Linked DNA regions of Rattus norvegicus: region 1 is linked to region 2. A link is a contact called in public Hi-C data. All regions are on one chromosome and are shown on one strand. Each heading gives the region's core, a stretch centred on a gene start, on an enhancer-like site or on the middle of the called end of the contact. The rest is flanking DNA. Distances are from core to core; before and after follow the strand shown. Region 1 has its middle 23 kb from the start of Emp1. Region 2 overlaps Gsg1 (germ cell associated 1).

Region 1 (2,860 bases), core at 316-2,815, 130 kb after region 2:
TTCACAGGGGTCACATATCAGATATCCTGCACATCAGATACTTACATTATGATTCGTAATGGTTGCAAAATTACAGTTATGAAATAGCAACAAAATAATTTTATTGTCGAGGGTTTCCACAACATGAGGAACTGTCCTGAAGGGAGACAGCATTAGGAAGGTTGAGAACTGCTGTCCTTGAACATCTTTATAAGAGGCCTATTTTCCTCACATAGATCTCCTGGAGATTTCCTACCATGATACAACTCGTTGGTTGGCTCTTCTGACTGCCCATTCATTCCCCGAAGGTCTTTAGTCACCAATGAACACCCAGACCCACCCAACATGTCTTCGACTGCAAAGATGTCATCTTGCATTTCAAGAATCTAGGTGGTAATCAGTGGTATTTGGACAGGCTCGGGAAGGCTAGCAAGCAAGATCCTACACAGCAGTGCTCAGCCCGAGTGATTTCCTATAGTATTCCTCTGAAGACCCGGTTTTCTTTAGTTCTAGGCTGATCAGATGAGGCTCACCCACACCATGAAAGGCAATCTGCTTTGCTTAAACTTTATCCATTTAAAGGCCATTCTCATCCCAAGATGTCTCCCTAGAAACACCCAGAATAATGTTCGGTTACATAGTTGGATCCTTTGGCCCAGTCAGGTTGACACATAAAATTAGACATCTTCTTGTCAAGGCCAAGGTGTACTAGCTTTCTGTCTTAGAAATAATTTGAAGAAAGCTTGAACACCAGATGTTTCCGTGATTTCAGATGACATTTAGTTCCGTACAGAAGTGAGATAGCAAGATGTGAGAGTTATCTTGCAGAATGAGATTACATTCTGAGAGAGGGCAGGAAGTTGTCAGATTTCCACATATAAAGGTGATGGATAAATATTTGAGCAATTAAATGACTTGTATAGAGTTGAATTGATTTAAAGTGATTAAGTAAATATGCAGGTGACTTTGGTCCAAATGAGGAGGGTGGAGAAAGATGAGTCACTGAGATCTCCCTTGTCATTCAAGAATGAGGCCATAGGCACAGGAAATCCATTCATTGGGGTGATAAAACCCAGGTGCAACATGGCTAATAGATAACTCTGTCACTCTGCTTTGGACATACTCCAGATTGTCCCTTTGTAAAACCCCACTGGCTTTTAGGCACAGAGGACAATTTCTCAGGAGCCTTTGAAAGAAAGCAAGTGGGAGTTAAAATCCTGCTTGTGCAAGGCTCCGTATTCCAGCAACACAAGAAGCAGTTTTGTGTGTCTGCTAAGGAAAGCTAGAGCATACCAACAGGCAGACGAAATGTCTCTCAGGAATGTGGCAGTAAGTTTGAAATAGCCCCGTTCTGGGGCACAGAGGGAACGTGGACAACAGTAGTTGCCTGAGTATTGGGATCACAGGTGTGTAGTGTCCTTTAGGATTTGACAGTCTTTTAGTGAATTGTATCTACAAGGACCTACGAAGTGACCTGCAGTTCAAGAAGACTGTCCAAGTGGCAGATAAGAGACATTACTGTAGCAAGAGCTAAATTTGACAGAGCAGACTATGAGGAAATACGGGCTGTTGAATTCTTAATGACTTAACGGGTTGGCACTAGCCAGGAGTTGTGTACATGTCTGGAGTCCCAACAGTAGGTGAGTAGAGGCAGAGGAGAGGGAGGGGCCACAAATTTGCCAGCCTGGTCTATTTCATAAACAAGACTATTACATAAACAAGACTGTGCCTCAAATCTCTCTCCCAGAAAAAAAGATTTTTTTTAAACTTACTGTCTGGGCTGAAATGATTTTGGTAATTTATTTTGGAAGTTCGATGTATTTTCAGCAAGATAGGATTTAGTTTAAATACCAGACTGTTCTGTTGCTCTTCCAAGCCCTTGTGTCTTGGAAAAGCTAACTGTGTCTGGTAGAGGGAGGGTGGAGAGTGAACGTGGGTCTCTTGTCAGAAAGTCTGGCTTGATTATAGCAAGGAAGTAGTGTTTAGTTTTTCCATTAAATATGGAAGAACATGGCATTCAGTGTGACCCTGTCTGGATCGAGGTATCTCCCCTCTTTGATCTGGGCACTCTGAGGCTGGCACTTCTTAGCTGCCTCCCTTGTATTATTAGCACATGGATCTCTTAAATTCAGCTTGTTTAGGCTGGTTTGAATGACATCGACTCCTCAGTGTTATAATTTACAGGCTTTGAGCATTGTGAAATCTTTATATTTTTAGTTTTTTTATCTTCTGAAATGCACACACACACACACACACACACACACACACACACACCTTTTCTGAGACAGTATCTCATATAGCCCAGGATGGCTTCCAATTCACTACATAGCTGCAGCTGGACTCCTGATCCTCCTGCTTCCCCCTCCTGAGCGTTGGGATATGAACCAATCACTTTGAACTCTTATCTTTACAGTTTTTAGGGTGAGTCAAAATTGTACCTGTTTTGAGTATTTTGCAATAGGTTTTGAGTTACGGCACTCGCTTTGTTGAGTGAGCTGGATGACATTAATGAATCTGACATTTAGTCATCCCGCCTTAAAAAAACATTAAAAGCATTTGGGCAGATTCCTTCTCATGAACCGAGCTACAGAATGCATATCAGCACAGCATACCAGAAATGACTGCTAATATCTTTCCCTGGGGTAATTCAGATTCTGCCCACCTCATTGTGTTTCATACTTGTCAGAGCCTCTGGAGAGGGAGAGACAAGCTTCATGCAGACAATTATTAATTGTTTGCTCTAAGCTTCTTTCAGCCACCTGTTCCCTGACCTTGGCCTGGGCCTCTCACTTCCCAGTGCTGCTTGTCCTGAGGGAGGCTGCTCAACGCTCCTTTCTCAGTGTGGCCACCACCACCATTCTCCTGTGTCCTCTTAGCTCTC
Region 2 (2,700 bases), core at 78-2,577:
GAAGAGCTCAGGGTCTGATGGTCCTATAATGACCATCATTTTTTCCCCAACTTTCAAGCAAATGGACATCTTTTTATTTAACCCAAACAAGCTACGACGACAGCAGCAACAACAACGAATCCAGTCAACTGTTGAGGAGTGGGTCACATCTATCCTTTGGGCAGTCATTAGAAACACAGAGCATTCTTTCCGTCATCACAATCGAACAGACCTACATTTTCCAGCAGCTACTCTCTTCCTTCAACCCAGAATGTCTTCAGCTTCTTCTGACACTTCTCACTCTCTTCCTCCAAAGAGACAGGGTTTCTGTGTAGCCCCGGCTGTCCTGGAAGTTGTAGACTAGGGCTGGCCTCGAACTCAGGGACCCTCCTTCGGCTGCCTCCTTCTGCATGCCGGGATGAAAGGCGTGCTCCACCGACACCCCGCATTCTTTTGCCCTTTCAATTTTAGTGTAAAAAGTCATTCGCTCTTTGAAAATGGTTTTCTCCTCTTTGTCTTTGCTGCACCATGCCTTTCCTGATACTGTTTTTGTTCCTTTTCGCAGTGTGTGTGTGTGTGTGCATGTGTGCGTAGCAGGGGCGTGGCACATGTATTGAAGAGGACTCTGAGTTGGTTCTCTTCTTCTAACATGTGAGTTCCAGAAATCAAACTCAGGTCGTCAGGCTGACAAGTCCATTCATTGGCTCGACCATCTTTCAGCCCCCCCACCCCACCCCCCAAGATAACTTTTATGTGTCACCCAAGCACCCGTTTATTCATTGTGACACAACTCGATTTGCTTTGGGAGAAGGAGACAAGAATTTTGTGGTTCCATTTGGCTCTGGACTAGGCATTCCTGGATGCATGGTTTCTTCATGCCGCTGGGTGGCGCTATACCCCAATACTTTCTTCTTTCCTACCCTTTCCTTTCCTACCAGTCAGCACAAGGCGGGTAGAGGTGGCTCGTCTCTGCAGTACTGCTCGTTTTGAGTTCCCTTGGCTTTTGACCAGATACAAATCTACAGACTGCCATGTGTCAGCCTTATGGAATTCAGGACTGAGAATGAAGATTGGGGGGTGTCCAGCCACTCCCAGCAAGACCTTTCGAAGGGTTATTCCCTGTAGTTCATTTTTGGTGGCCAGTTGCCGTTCTCAGTGACTCAATAGATCCTCGAATGCCTCCCACGGGAAACGCAACAACAGAAAATAGTTAGCCAGCGTCTCCGGATGGAGTTTTGTGCACATGTTTTTCTCTTTAATTGTATCCCCTTTCTCTCTCCACCCGAGAACAGTGACCGATTCTTTTCCCTTCTTGACGCTTCCACCCTTCAAATACTTGGAGACGCGTCTCATATCCCGCCTTGAGTCACCGCTTGGCACAACACCGTGTCTTTGGTTTTTATTGCCTCTGCTCATAAACCGCACCCCCGAAGCCTTAATTGCCTCAAGTTTGCCTTCTTCAGGGAAAAGGGGATGGGCGTGGCAGGGTTGGATGAGGAGGCCCAGAGGTGGGTTTAAAATGAAGCTAATGAAACCCTACCTCTTCGGCCCCTCACTTATTTGAGCTGCTTCCAAGGGCCTGTTGCCCAATCCAAACTTGTAATTTTGTATTATTTTCCTTAAAGGTTTCCAAAATATTAGTTTAGGCCTCCACAGCAGCTCTGATCCACCCATTCCTAGGGTGCTTGGCTGAATACTTGGTGGATGTGACCAGTGTTAGTTTTCCTCTCTCTGAGGCCCCAAAGTCCAATTTCCTCTTTTTAACAAAAAAAAAAAAAAAAAAAAAAAAAAAAGCAAGCAACCAAGTTTCTGTGCTTTGCCACACAAAAAAATCAGAACACAGCATCCCATTCACTTCCTTTCATTGTAATTTGGGCTTGCTATTTCCTGGACCCAGACCCTTTCTTTTCCTCTTAGAACAGAAAAAGTAACTACTGGTCAATGTAACAGATTTAATTAAGCTTGTCTCCAAAGCTCACAACTCAGTGTGGAGACAAATATCCCGCATCTCAACCCAGTGTTTAAACTTGCTGTGTTGGGACTGTTAGTGGGAAGTTATGCTTTCCTGGGGTCATTCATGCACCTTGGCATTCATGACATCACAGTGCCAAGGCCTGAGTCTGGCCGTCACTTGCTAAGGTTCTCAGTCAGCCTTCTCTGTACCGTAGGAAACCATTTTTACTAGCTGTGCATGAGAGAAATGATGGTCTTGGGACGCCCATACTTTGTAGGCAGAAATTCAGTTTATTGCATGGCGAGTATGCTGTAGATTAGAGGTGAGTCAGAAGGTTGAATGAGAGCTGGTGTGCTCACCTCTTCCCTGACACGAGCCTGGGGCTAAGGGATCTAGTCATTTTGTCTCCTAAGCTGCCCACCTAAGACATCTTGTTTGCCCTGCCTTGAGTTTCTCTGTCCTCCCAGGGGCCAGAATTCTTGACCCATGGCCTCATTAAGTAATTCCTTTCTGCTACCCAACAAGCAAAGAGCTGGAGTGGAATTTAAGTCCTTCGGCTGTCACTGGCTGACACACAAACAGCTCTGCTCTCTGCACCTCCACATTCTGACAGGTACACACCTTCCCTGTAACTCATGTGCCCTCTGTATCTGTTGGCTCCTTTGACTCGAGTGTGGTAAAGCACTATGTTTTAAGGATTGCTGACTCCAGCACTGTCTCAAGTGAAGGAGTTTGGTATGGCTAACGAGGCTCACGCACATGTGTTG

What was found. Hi-C and Micro-C count contacts between places; a contact is called where the count stands out from the background.
Region 1: a contact with region 2 is called in a Hi-C map of the A7r5 cell line, with 5 times the contacts expected there. The contact joins two enhancer-like sites. A contact is called at or near these places in 12 of 12 Hi-C or Micro-C datasets (the A7r5 cell line, the Rat2 cell line, Schwann cells and 7 more) and 1 of 1 datasets of contacts at active chromatin or transcription factors (oligodendrocytes).

What each region holds. Positions count from the first base shown.
Region 1 is chr4:169,965,881-169,968,740 of GRCr8, forward strand. No RefSeq gene overlaps it. Among named protein-coding and RNA genes, the nearest start is that of Emp1, 23 kb to the left of the region's middle. Within about 2 kb of position 1,566, at least 9 of the 93 cell types and tissues checked have an H3K27ac peak or open chromatin away from gene starts, as enhancers often do. A contact at or near this core is called in the A7r5 cell line, where this site is marked.
Region 2 is chr4:169,833,139-169,835,838 of GRCr8, forward strand. All of the region lies in intron 1 of Gsg1 (germ cell associated 1), which reads right to left. It also overlaps a transcript of Fam234b not described here. Among named protein-coding and RNA genes, the nearest start is that of Gsg1, 3.9 kb to the right of the region's middle. Within about 2 kb of position 1,328, at least 17 of the 93 cell types and tissues checked have an H3K27ac peak or open chromatin away from gene starts, as enhancers often do. A contact at or near this core is called in the A7r5 cell line, where this site is marked.